2 separate regions of the Canis lupus genome follow, and region 2 is linked to region 1. A link is a contact called in public Hi-C data. All regions are on one chromosome and are shown on one strand. The core of a region is the stretch at or near the end of the contact, and the rest is flanking DNA. Distances in the headings are between cores, read along the strand shown. Region 1 holds the start of ARID5B (AT-rich interactive domain-containing protein 5B). Region 2 overlaps ARID5B (AT-rich interactive domain-containing protein 5B).

Region 1 (7,141 bases), core at 2,773-5,272:
AACATTTTCTCCAAGTAACAGTGCACATCACCAAGAAACCTTTCTCTTTCAGTTACACTTTGCAAATGGCTAAATGCATCATTCAAAACTATTTAAAATCAATAACAAAAATCATTTCGCTGTATATAAACAAGTTAATGGAGTAAGTGAAAACAAAGCAAATTTCTTAACGAGAGGACCCTGTTGCCCCCTCTAGGTGCCTGCAGTAAATGCTGGTTTCTGTAGGCTCTCCTCCAGAGAAGACTGCTGCTGCTATTCAGCTAATGAATGACTAACTTAGGCCAGGGGGGAAATGACATCACCAGGGTGGAAAACCGATCTGCATTGGGAAACTTTCTACCTGCTTTACATTTGTCATAATTATTTTGCACAATGCAGCCTGCATTTGCATAATTTTGAGGCGTGTCATTATCTCAATTGAAAATTGTTTTAATATGGCTGAATAATTCACAATGACATCAGCCAAAGTCCTAATGAAATATACAAGTATAATCATACAGCTAATTACCAGCCGTGTTAGCATTAAAAAACAAATCATGCATAATATTAGACGATGTATATGCAGCTGAGGATTATAAATAGAGCCATCTCCCTCCCCAAACCCCCTAGAGTTTACTTTTAAATGGCAAGATTAATTTTCGGAGGTATGGCTCATATAGCAGTGACGAAATGTACAGATCATTACAACGGCTCGCTTTCATTTCCCCTTAATGAACAATTTTTTTTAATTCGTGTATTTAAAAATACTGTGTACTATTCATTATCAGCAGTTCTAACAGATGCAACCTTAGGCTAATACTGCTTTTATTCTTAAATCAGAATTCAGTATTTAATTACGCCAACAGAAATTAAAACTGGACCAAGTGGGGTCAAATTCGGGGTCTTTAAAAATATTTCAATTTCAATTAAAAAGAGAGGGGGGGAGAGAGAGAGAGAGAGAGAAAGGGCGAGTGACCACAAAAATATCTCATAAAACACTGAATAATTTCCTTCTGGGTTTAGTCAGAAGTCTATTAGGCACCAGCTCTTTTCTGGATATTTAATCCTTCCCTTTTCCAGATCACAGGCCATGTTGAAGTAATAAATTTGAAAAGCAAATAATAAGAAATCAGGAGGGGGAGGGGAAGAAGACAGCTGCGCAGGAAAGTTGGGTCGGGGGAGGGGGCCCGAGCTAGACCTCAGGAGGGGGAAAGAGCTCAACCTGTTGGTAGGTTGCAGGATTTTTCACAGTATTTCCAAACAACACCTTTGCAAAATTGCAGGCAGACGTCGGAAAGTAGGAACGTTTAAAACCTAGAGCTGGCGGGGGAGGGCGCGCGGGGCGGGGGGGCGCGGGGGGAGGGCGCGCGGGGCGGGGGGGCGCGGAGGGGCGCGGAGGGGGGGGACGTTCGGGGAGGAGGGCGGGGCTTATTTCCGAGGAGGCAGATCCGAGGGCGAAGGTTTTGACGAACTCCAGTAATTAACCGGCATAGACCACTGATGGGTAATTCGATCCGGGGAGAGGGAGTGAAAGGGCGATGCCAAAAGTACAATCAACTCCATCAGACCAAGCAATTCTGGAAGGACTGGCAGGCAGCTCCACGCTCCGGGATGAGTTAAGCGGGGAACCATTCATTTAACAAAAAGATCCGTACGGCTCCCTCGAAAGCTCGAGGGCCTGGCACGAAGCTAGCTGCGCTCGGAAGTCTCCGTTTGATCCCCCTGCTCGCGCCCGGGCAACACAAAGCCTTGCCAGGCGGCCGCGCGCCCGCCCTCCCCGCCGCACCGAGGGCACAGCCTCCCCCCAACAGCCCCCGGTGGGCGCCGCGGCGCGGGGCTCGGCCGGCTGACCCGGGAGCCCGCAGAGCTGCGGCCACACGCCAGATGACAGGGCCGGAGGGAGGCGGCCGCCGGCGCCCGGTGACAGCGGCTCACCTCGGGCGTCCTCCCGGGAGCGCGGCTGGCGCCCCCGCGGCCGCCCAGGAACGTGCCGGCGCGGCCCGGGCCCTCCCCCGAGCGACCCGCGGGGCGGGGGCCCGAGCACACGCCCCCCCGCCCGCGCCCCGCGCCCCGCGCCCCGCGCCCCGGACCCCGCGCTGGAAGGCGTCCCCTCGGCGTGGAGTAACTGAGACCCAGAACATCAAATGGCTTGTCCGAGGGGGAGGGGGTGGGGGCGAGAGATAGTTGTTAATGCTTAACGTGTTTGTGCCGGTTACACGACCGCTTTGAAATCCGCCCGGGCAGATCTGCAAGTTATTTGAATGTATTATTCCAGTACCTGTCATTTATCACTTTATTCAACACGTCTTTGCCAACTCAATAGCTTTTGATCTCACTCTGCCTCCATTTCGTAATTTCCGCCCTCTTAAACATATCAAATACTTACTTTAAAAAAGAAAAAAAAAAAAAGTGAACCATATCGAAACCCACCGAAAGAAATCCACCCAGCCCCGACCCAGCCAGACGCGAAGGTAAAAATCTTAAAAGGCAAAAAAAAAAAAAAAAAAAAAAAAAAAAAAAAATATATATATATATATATATATATATATATAAAGCATGTGATGTTCAAGCGGCAGGAGCAAGAGAGCGAACGATCTCTCTCGCGCTCTCTCTTACACACACACACACACACACACACACACATCCTTGAACAAAACCCTTCTCGAACAAGTTATTTGATCTTGACTAAAATCAGCAGTTGGATCCTCTTTGTAAAGCTGACAGCCAAACTCTGACAATGGCAAAATACTCGAGCCCCAGCTAGTGGCGCTACCCCTTTAAAAAAGGAGTCGATCCTGCTCGCCTGCAGAAGTGAATACAGTATTTTCAAGCTTGCCCTGTAATAAGCATTACTGGTGTTGGGGGGGGGGGGATAATAAAGAAAGAAGAGAGGGAGATATAAGTTTACCACCTCGCCGTGGTCGCTATTTCTGCCCTGGGGAGTGTCTTCTGGGAGGAAATAAAGTTTAGAGCTGGATAAAAGTTGCCGGCTGGTCCTCTCTTCCCACAACAGCTGGAGCTCCGCTATGCAAATCGGATCCTTTGGCGTACATCTTACAAAGAAAAAGTCGCCAAGGGACAAAATTCTTGGTTTGCCTTCAAGGTGGAATTGAAAAGCCTTGTAGAAAATGTAAGGTCCGTGCAAGCCACACGGTGAGCCGACCCACTGCAGGGGAAAAAAAGCACCAAATAAATAACGTAGCCATCAGAGCACAAACATCTATTCCCAGACACATTTACACACAGACATCCACACTCTTAATACAGAAGAGCCAACAGATATAAAGCTGGGTGGAAAAATAATAGAGCCCACAATTTTTCTGCCTCCCTTTAAAAAAAAAAAAAAAAACTCCGGGCACCCCCACCGCCACCTCTCCCTACTTCTCCATCTGAGGCGGTAAAATTACATTATGTATGTATGATCAGTGCAGGGATTTTTTTAAACAATAAAAATGATTTGGGGGGATGCAGAGGGTAAAAGTTTGGTGAAAAGTTTGTGGGGGGTGTGGGTGGGTGCAGAGGTGTGGGTGAGCTGGGGGGCTGGGGGGTGCCGGGGGGTGCCGGGATCGGAGGAGCGGAGGAGAGCGAAATACCTGGAGTGAGTTGGGCTCCATCTCGACGTTCTGAATTGATTGAACTCAACATTCTCTCCAAACTTGTTGGCTTGAATGGATTGCATCAGGTCCTGGCAGGGAAAAACATTCTCTGCCTTCAGCTGGCGTAATGTCTCAATATAAAACTGAGCTCTTGCCTCCCCTTCGGCACCAAAATGATTGAAAATATGTCCTAATATTTCTCTGACGACTCAATTTTCAGCTCCTGTCAAAACTGTGTCGGTTTCCTTCCAAATGTGGGATGATCAAATTCATAATCGGAAGAAAGGTTCCGTCCGATCTCGGCGGGAAGCGGATGGATCAAGGCAAAAACCAGATAGGAAGACTTGTAAAAATAAAATCCACCCTAAAACTGTGTGAAGATGAGATCTCCCTCTTCCCAATCTCCCTTGTCTAGGGGTGTCGTCTAATGAGATTTTTGGAGGAGGCGAGAGCTAGCGAGCTCCGCTGTGCATCTGACAGGACCTGCTTGTATATGTCTAATATAAAGAACATTTCCTGCAGAGATTCCGGGGCGCTGCTCCTCTTTCTAATGCTCCTTAGCAGATTTGCTGTTATTAGACATGTAGATTTGTTTGATAGTTAAATTACGCTTCCTCACTGCCATGTTTTCGAGAACTAATCTGTTAAATTATCTTTTGATGCCTATTTACATGGAAGGGAAAAGTGGGTTATCGATTATATAAACATATAAATATTAACGCATTTGTTCGCTTCGCAAAAAAAATACTCAGCAAAAAAAAAAAAAAAAAAACCCAGAAAGACAAGTGAGCAGTGCACACACATCTCAGGATTTTGCAAACAATATTGAACGGACAGTGACTGCATTTAGGGACTGGAACAATAAACGATGCATGATAAATCAATAAATGCGAGCAGCGAGTCTGCTCGGAATATGAATTCAGGCTCCCGGTTCTGCGTGTGCATTCTTTAATTTTGAAGTATATACACTAGTACGTGTTTACAATGCTGATGGACGCCAAGGGCGCTCTCAAATGATAATGTGTTTATATAACCCAGCGCTACAGGAATAATATACCGACTCCTACCCCACCCCCACCCCCTCCCCCGCCAAAAAAAAAAAAAAAAAAAAGGGAGGGGAGCTTCCTCATAATAGTTTGAAACTGCAAAAAATCCATTTGCAAACTAGTTAAATACAACCAGAAATTAAGCTGTTGAAAACCGGGGGCACGAACCGTAAGACAATAAAGGTTTTAAATGTGTATATTTATTGTTCCGGAGCCCTGGAGCATTGCGAGGTTTGCATGCACGGCTATTATGCAAACACAGAGAAACTTAAGAGCGACAGAACAAGGAACAGGCAGAGACTGCAAAGCCCTCGCTCGCCCCGACCCAGCTGCCCGTCCTCCGCCAGGCTAGATTGCATTTTCGCAGTGTTGATGTAAAATGGTGTACTCGCTTCCCCCACGCTCCCCACCCCCTTCCCCGTTCTCCTCCCACTCCTTCCAGCACCTCCCGCCCCCCCCCCGCCCCGATCTTATTATATTGGCACCAATCTTTCTAAAGTGGGTCTGGCATGCTAAAAAAGTAAACATGTACTATATGGGGAATAAGGTCTGTATAGTATGACAGTTGAAACTTGATCTGTGATAAAATTACAGGATGTTGAAATTACTAGTAAGCTATTTTTAACGCTTTCGCAACGTTTCACCTCTAGTCACAGCATCTAGTTGAAACAGGATTACTTTAATGAAAATTATATTCACATGGCTGAAGTTAATAAACCCGGCAGAGCACAAATGCCTCATATTCAGTGACTTGAGGTGGAAAGACCCTCTGTGTGTATTTTTTATGCCTTTTCATAACGTCTGCGTCCGCTGCAGTAAGAATTAGGGCACTTAACATTATCTAAACCACATTTTTGATTCAGAACATGGGGAAGTAATAAAAGGCAAGATCTATCTCGTTTCTATACACACAGAGATAAACGAAAGAAAATGGCAGATCCTCCAATTACAATAAGTAATAAAAGCTCATGCCAAAGAGCCGGTATTCTTAAAGATGAAAACTATTTTAATAATTTAAAGTAATATCACAACTCCGCACAATGAAGGAGGACAATGTAACAATTCACAGTCTCCCATCTTTGCATTAGCCAAATTATGACTTGCACATCACTCTTTAATTATCTTCCTTGAAATTTCATCTGATCTTTCTATTTTATAAACATGGGTTACAAAGAGAAATTACAGCTCTCCCCTGCTTTCTCTCTCTCTCTCTTTAACTTTAGGATGCATACTGCAGACGTTTGATTAGAATAACCCATTTTGTTCATTTTTTTACATATGAATGGACTTGACTGAAGGGCATTTTAAGTTTTTTTTTTTTTTTTTAAATACAGGAGAGATGCCTAAGGCTTCAGTTAGTCTCTATCCTGTTAGCGTAAATATATACATCCAGTTCAAGACATCCTATATTTAAAAACTTGAGTTGCAGTATTTTGACAAGATCATATTTGAGATCGACTCTGAGTCAGTTTCCTGTATGACCAATGCAGCAGCATTTATGCAGGAAACCTCAACAGTATGCCTGAGGGTATCCCTGGATTGTATATTAAATCTCTCTCTTAAAAAATACACAGCTCTTTAGAGCATCTAAGCAACTTCTGCTGGTTTTGGTGCTCTAAGTCTTTAAGTGTCTGTGAGGGACTTCATCTAATTAGAAACCCTGTTTCTATGTCTCTTCAAGGTAGGCGCTGAACTAGGCTGCATGCTGCGTAATCTCTCTTCTCGTAAACTCCCGATAAGGTTTTTCAGATGTTAACAATTGCAGGGATCTAGGTCTGAATATTTTTGAATATCTGCAGTCTTGTAATCAGATGAATGTTAAATTTCAAAACTGTATCACTGGAGTATCTTCCCTCTTTTTTACAGCACCACCACTACCACCCCCACGAACATAATAAAATCTAATAAATCAAACCCCTGGTCCAATCCTGTAAATGGCGCTTAAAATCACAGATCACAGTGGTGTGTGTTTACAAAAAAGAAAAAAAATCAAAACAAAAACAACAAAAACCAAAAAATATCCTCTGTTTTACCTCTTTAATATGATGCTTGATAGGCACCTGTAAATTATCTGTGTAGCAACTATCCATACAAAGAAAGTTTCAATTAAGATAAGGAGATTGTATTGAAACAGTTCTTTGAAGTAATGTAGTTAATAGCCTGTTTGATTTCTGCTTGTGAGAGAGTAATAACGTGGATTCAAGGCTCCATCAATCACAGAGCAGATGTAAGACTTGAGACACCGACACCCAGGGGAATAGAGGCAAACTCCTGCAGTGCAGGGTCCTTGGGCTAATGTAAAGTAAATACTCATAAACAGATTGAATGTTGTAAGAAGACAATCCATTCAGGACAGTTATAATCATGAAAGCAACTGCTTTATTTATCTATTAAAAAAGCTTGTAGCTGGGACTCACTGTGTATAAAAGAGGAGTGGGAAAGAAAGCAGTATATGTTTATATGACCCCCTATTTCTGGGTTCTTTCTTATACTATACTATACCCACACATCTATATTCTT
Region 2 (7,141 bases), core at 3,393-5,892, 110 kb before region 1:
CTTTTATCTTGATTGCAAAATAATCCCCTGCCACAAAAACAAGGCGAATCAAGGTAGGAAATTGTTCAGCGGGAATTAAAATGTCACACTTTACACAGAATAAACCATTGCAATCACCAGGAAAACACACATTGCAAATGTGTTAACACAAAATTACATACATCACTTAATTATATAAGCGCATAGCTCCGAGTAACCCATTAGCTAAACATGTCGGGCTGCAGTTGAATATATACATGCAATATTTTTAGCACAGAGGGGATGTAACTATGTCAGGCCTGGCACCATAAAGCCCGAGATGGCAAGTGCTATTAAACTGAGATGCAATCATGTTGAAAAGGAAACATGAACAAACAGCAGACAATTGAGAAGAAAATACAGTGAGCTTGTGTTCTACTACATGTGCTTCCAAAACCTTATATAACTATTCATTGTCTATTTCATCTGGCTTGCATCCCGGGTTTGTTCTATGCTATACTAATTTTATAATAATAAACTGCTACACCAGTTTTATGAAATCACGCACTCAGAGAGGTTGCAGATGACATTACATCTGATTATCTTCACCAGCAAAGGACACTGTTCTGAAATTAAACACAGTCTCATGCAAAATCATCCACTTTGTTTAAAATGTCCCCTAGAGTTCGCTTCTGAAAAAGCCATAAAGCATCTCCCCTTTCATCTCCAAAACACTGGTGAAGGTGGTAAAACTGCTGCTGGATCTCCAAGTCTCACAAGGAAGTCAAGAGGGTGCAGACTTTGAAAACAGAGCTGTTCATTTACTTCACAGACCAGGCAACCGGTATGATCCCAGGCAAGTCATCATTTCTCTCTGGGGGTGGGTTTGCCCATGTATCAAAACGGGATTGTATCTCTCTCTTGAAAGATTATGAATGGTGGAGAAAGACTACGAAAGAGATGAAATGAGACAACATGCCTGGCACATTATTTGGTACCCAGAAGACACTAATAAATGGTAGATGCCATTATTATTGCTATTACAGGCATGGACACGAGGGAATAGTACAACACTTTAAACATTTCAAGAGGCCAGTGGTTCTCTGGTGGGAGAGGTATTGACACTCTGGAACTACCTGAGCCTTCGACACAGAGATAATCACCTCATAGAACCCAGGAAGAAAGAATAAGTAGAATGAAAGCTCGAGGATCATTTGACACAAGCACCTGGTATACCTCCTTGGAGGCTAACTGTCGTCTACTCTGGCAGAGCCTTTCAACATAGAGGCAATAAGTAGGTTGTTAAAGGGGAGAACATGTCTTGGTAATAATTGATTATAAGTTTTAGACCACTTTAAATCTGCAAACAAAAAGCAAAGAAAGAAAATTGCCACACAGTAAAGTGTTACCTAAATAGGATTTAAAAAACACATTAAAATGAAAAGAAAAAAGCAGACAATGTTAAGTATCTTCATTCTCTAGAATTGTTGAATATTCCTGAGGCCCCCAGGATCATTGGAATCCCCTCTACCTTGGAATCACCACACAGAGAACTATGCACATGGTAGGAGCTCAATAAATAGACAATCAATTGAATGGAATTGCATATGGTAGGCCAAGGAGAAAAGCAACCTAGTGTCCACAGATGTCCCAGTATAGGCAAATCTATGAGAAGGCTGAAACCCAGAAAAAGTACAAGGCTTTCCTCTGGGTTTTTATAAGAACATTTCTACGAATCAAATCTCACTTTAACAAGGCCATTAGGTGGCAAAAGAGAAGAGGAAACTCCATCTATATGGAAGTCATGGAAGGTCACTTAGGAGGAAAAAAAGGAGTCATTTAAGAAACATTTTAAATGCCTTGTTTTGTTTTGTTTCTCACATCCACTATTTGTTGACTCATAAATATTTGTTGCATTGCCATCACATGCCTGACCCTGTGCTAGTCCAGTTGGGGATAAAACAGAGAAAATAACACAGTTCCTGACTTAACGAGTTCACATTTTCATGGAATTGAATAAGTATACCCCTCAGCAGGAGTATTTTCTCATCTATAGCATTAGGGGTTTATTAGACAAGACTGATACACAGACCAAATCTGCCTGGTGCCATAGGTTATTTAGCTTGTACAGGGTTTTTTTGTTTTGTTTTGTTTTTTGTTTTTTGTTTATCACTGTCATTAATCTAAAATCTGAGATTTTCACATAAAAATCAGTGTGTCTGGCTTTTAAAGAGTTGAGAGCTCTGACAACACTGAGCTCATGTTCCTGCAATACAGCAGAAGACTGGAGCTAAAAGCAACTGCTCCTTTAGACAGAGCCTGGGTAACCCACAGCTTCCTGATTTCTTACAGGCCTCACCTGCCCTTCTCCTTCTGAGCTCCCTGCTGACACCTCTGAGTACCTGAGTTTGTGACCTCTGATCTGGAAGCTCACTTAGATTTTCAAATAAAGTATGATCGTGAGAGCCAGCCAATGGTATAAATCAGTAATCTGCAGAAAAGAGGCAGTTCCCTGATAACCCATGTTCTATATCTAGTGGTCTCAGTCCAAAGGTTACAAGATCCTAAAGTAGGTTACCAGAGGAGGTGCTATCATCCTTCTTCTTAGGGGCTTTCCAAAACTTCATTATCTCCACATGGATTTGGGATTGTGTAGAAAGCAGTCCTGCCTAAAGGCAGAAAAGCATATCAAGCTTCATTTTTTTTAAAAAACATATTCCCCCTTTGCATGTGTCCAAGATGAATAGGACATTTCAGTGGGTCTCCAAGGATGCCAGACCAGATCTCATTACTCTGAAAGATGCATGGCCTGATTCCTGGGGGATCTACTTTGAAATCCAGTCATCTCAGCTGCAACTCAAACTGTATTCACTCTTCATTCATTTTTAGACCCTTTGCGCTCCAAAAATGCTTCTTGATGGTTGCTAGGCAACTATTGTTGAATACATGCAAGAGGCATTAATTGTGTGAACACTTTCAAAAACAGGGGGAAAACTGTTTAAAACTGAGGACACTGCCATACCTAAAATAAAACATTTCCTCCTTAGGTAGCTGTCCTGGCTTCTGTATGTCAGGGGGTAAGATGATTCACCATAAATTTCTCCCCTACTGACTCTGAATCTCCCATCATCCCTCCACAACCCCTCACTCAAAGATGTAAATCGCCTCCTCTTCAAATCTCACTCCCAGGATAACTGGGACTTATCTTATTAAATATTCTCTGCTTTCCTGTTGTGTGGTTCCTCACTGACCACATTTTTCCTGACATGTGTATTTCATACTTGCATATCCTCGGGGCAGGATAACTTGTGTCTCGTCACTTATTACATCTAGCTTTAGAACCCACTAAACTTATCATATAGCGATCGTCTCTTTCTCTGACCCAAATGGAAACAGCAAGAACTCTTCTATTTTCCACATCAAAGACTATGCTTTCCGCTGATGCCAAATGCTCTGTGCTTCTTACCAGTAAATGCAGACTTCATTTTATAGTGTATTTTCCCTGCACTTTTTTTTTTGACATTCCAATGTCATGATCAAGCTACAAAGACATAGTCTTCCATAAATTGAGTCAAACGTCTAAACTAAACAAAGGTAGAACTAACTTGTGGCAATGTGATCTCTCCCTTTTTGTTGAATATTAAGTGAAGAAAAAGAATTTTCCATCAGAGTCCTAAGGGCCAACTAGGCTAATTACATACTCTTTCCACTATATGGTTCACATGGGTAACTTAGTTTCATCATCTGCAAAATGGAGAAAATGATTCAGGGCTCAGAATAATGCCTGGCACATAGTAAATGGCATATAAGCAGCACTGGCAGCAATACTACTACTACTACTATTATTATTATCATTTCTGGGCCTTCGATTGTTCTTCCTACCATTTCTTGGCCATATAGTCTCATCTTGGTTAATTCCAATCAAGGATTACATCTTCCCTATGAAATAATGTTTTAAAATATTTATTTATTTATTTGAGAGAGAGCAGGCATGCTCACACATGCTTGAGTAAGTGGGGGGAGGAGTAGTGAAGGAAGGATAAGGGATAAGCAGACTCCCTGGTGAGCCTGGAGCCTGAGGAGGGGCTCAACAGAAGTTGTTATCAGAGATAAAATTGTATTAAATAACAAATATGATACTACACTTTCAGGTTGACTTTTGGAAATCCACAGAGATAAAGAGAGGGCATGGAGCACCTGGAATGGACAGAAGTCTTCATGGCACGTGCAAGCGTAGAATGCTTATGGGGGTAGGAAGAGGATGAAAAGAGACACAAGAACATCATGGCTCTGGAAGATTCTGGAGAGATCAATCCTAGGCCTCTCTGTGTCCCTACTGCCACCTCAAACTATCCCACAAGTAGAGAGCAGAGGCTAGCAGATCCCCCTCGACTTGGAGGTGAGTTGTGGTACACACTGTCGATCTCTAGCAAGTGTTCCATGCTCTGCACTGTGCTAAGAGCTTTAGGTGTAGTACTTCACTTAATCCTCATATGATATCCCCTGGAGGTGGGTAATATCACCAACACCAGTTTAAAGATGGGGAAACTGAAGCTTAGAGAGGTGAAGGAGTTGCGCGGGAGCACAAGGGTAGTATGTAGTGGTGAGTGGAGACTGAGACCTGGACCCATGTGGCATAAGAGTTGGGCTTCTTGGCGTGCTCCTGCCTCTGCACAGCAGCCGGCTCAAAGATCTATTGGGGGGGCGGGGGTAAACTCTGTTCCCTCAGACGGGAGGTCCAGGGGGAGAAGCTGCTAAGTGCTTGCAGTGACAACTGGCACGCACTTAACACACGCTTGCTCACTCAGGACTGTACGCTGGTGCTTTGGTGCTTATGTAACTGCTTCAAACTAAGAAAGAAGCAAGCCCGAGCTCGTTCATGTCTCTCCCTGTCCCACACGTTATTAAAGGAAACTCCTCTCATTCCTAGCTAAGGTAAATAGAATACCACAGCTAAGAATTGTTTTCACCAAATATTTTTTGAGCACCAATTAGCCTCGTGAGGGTCACCAAAGAAACGTGAAACCCATTTCTTGCTTTCTAGGCAAGCGGAACTGAGTTGGTCTGTTGGGAGTCAGAAGTGGCATAAGCCTTCCACATTCACTGGCCACCTAGGATACGGGAGGCTACTTCCTGGGGACACAGGGTTTTCCCAAGACTTCCCTTGGCCTTGCTCTCACAAAGCTGAAGCTCCAGGAAAGGGGATGGGTAGGTGCTGTCCACAAGCAAGAGTAGAAGCGCTGGGAACAGGGCGGGGTGCTCAAGTCCTGGGAGCACCTGGCAAGACCTCTTTGAGTAAGTGATGTTTAAGCTAAGGCCAGCAGGACTGGGGAAGTTTGCCAGTTTGAGGGGTGAAATGACAATGAGAATATCTTTTCCAGAAAAGACATATACGAAGACAGAGACATAGTCAACGGAGAGGACAGCAAGTTGAAGAACCCGAGAAAGTCCCAGACTGCTGGCAGTATAGACCACCACTGGGGGTGGGGTAGGGGGAGGGGTGCGAGGGGATGCTGTCCTCTGACCAGACACCACCAGACAAATGCATCACTGTGGTGAAGACTTTCTATGCTGCGGGCTTTAGCGACACACAGAGGGATTCAAGGAGGTGAGTGTAGGACTTGTGGCAGGATGGCCCAATGGCTAGGCAGGCAGGATTAGGAGAGACGGAGGGAGGAAGAGGGGACACACACACCCTGTTTTTTTTCCCCTGCTCTTTCATTCCATATCAGGAACACAGGGGAAGACCAACCTGGCCGCTCGCCCTGCCCAGAGCCTTCCTGCCCCAGCACCCTGTCTCCGTGACAGGGCTCTACATTTGTACATGTCATGCTGGGTGATAAAGGACTCACAATGACTCCTTTCATTCCCCACCAGCCCCTGTTCGGCTCCTTCTGCAGGTTGAGGGTGACTGTTGTAATATGTGATTCTTAATTTATTCATTTTCAGCTAGCAAATAATTTTTTAATTAGCCTGCTCTTTATTAAGGACATGGAGCCAGTTATTAACTAGGTGCATCTTTCGGTCTTTAAAAAAAGTGGATAAGGCGTAATCAATCTGTGATGTTTAGGGGTTTAATTGGTATTAGTCAACATCTTTAGAGCAAATCTCGTCAAGTTCCATTTTTAAGCCCTGACTCAACTGACAATCCCACAAGGCAGCAGGGAAGAGTGGGATTAATATATTAGTCACTTGTAAAACTTGCCAGTCCCTCAATTACCTTAGTTCCAGTAAAATATTCAAGGGAATAATCAAAATTTAAAAAAAGAATAAATATCTTCCTCTCTCCTACTAAATCTGAGAAGAAGGATTCACTTAGCACTTAAATGCTATTTAAATACTTAAAGACAATACTTAAATACTAAGTGTCTGTTTAATTCAGGGGTGCCCCCACTAGCATGAGAGCGCCTCTGAGGTCAGCTCTATGTTGTGTTCTTTATATGGTACTAGCTCTGTATCCTCACACGGGGCAACAGGCAATCACGGAGTTGACCATCAAAGCATGTTTGCTGGACACAGGAGTAAATGAACAAACTGTTCACACTGCAAGTATGTAATGTGGGAAAGTGGGGATCAAAACAACCACATGTGCTCCCAGAGAGACAGAGAAGGCCTTCAAATCACCCCATTTGGCAGACCTGCCCTGGCCAGTTGTTCTGTATGGTTCTGTTTCTGACAACAAGGATTGGGTATAATTACTCAGCATGAGACTGACTTCGCTTATGGAAAAGCCATTTAGGCTCTGAAAGGAGTGAGAAGGAGGGAAAGGAGTGTCATCATCACCTTCTTGGAAAGCCAGACCTTTAGCAGCCACTTAGTTATTCCTTTGTAATCCTTCCTGAGGCACATGTCAGAATTTGCGCGACCAAGGTCTTTGGTGTGTCTTTGCCACATACAAACACCTCTTGAGCATCCACTTAATGAGAGTCATTAGAGACTATAGTTATCAAAAATTTTTAGAAGTCCTTCCAATTTGCCAAAGTTAAAAATGCAAATGTACTTTTCCTTTGCTGCAGTCCCAGTGGCCCCGGGTCAGCCTACTTGGAATGATCTGCTTGATGATACACAGGAAACTTGAAGGACTTCTGCTAATATAGGCACCGCAATTTGGTCACGAGTTACACCTACACTTCTCAACTCACAGTGACTTGATCAAGCTGATTTGTATTTAACAGGTTTTTCC

What was found. A called contact is a pair of places that touch in the nucleus more often than the background predicts.
Region 2: a Hi-C map of skin fibroblasts shows a contact between it and region 1, with 2.9 times the contacts expected there. The contact joins the enhancer-like site here to the promoter of ARID5B in region 1. A contact is called at or near these places in 7 of 9 Hi-C or Micro-C datasets (amygdala, blood, liver and 2 more).

What each region holds. Positions count from the first base shown.
Region 1 is chr4:14,655,761-14,662,901 of UU_Cfam_GSD_1.0, reverse strand. ARID5B (AT-rich interactive domain-containing protein 5B) reads right to left here and starts at 4,022. Exons shown (of 10, transcript XM_038534033.1): 1 at 3,573-4,022; 2 at 2,891-3,145. The coding sequence starts at 3,593.
Region 2 is chr4:14,771,247-14,778,387 of UU_Cfam_GSD_1.0, reverse strand. All of the region lies in intron 4 of ARID5B (AT-rich interactive domain-containing protein 5B), which reads right to left. Among named protein-coding and RNA genes, the nearest start is that of ARID5B, 120 kb to the right of the region's middle. Within about 2 kb of position 4,642, at least 3 of the 20 cell types and tissues checked have an H3K27ac peak or open chromatin away from gene starts, as enhancers often do.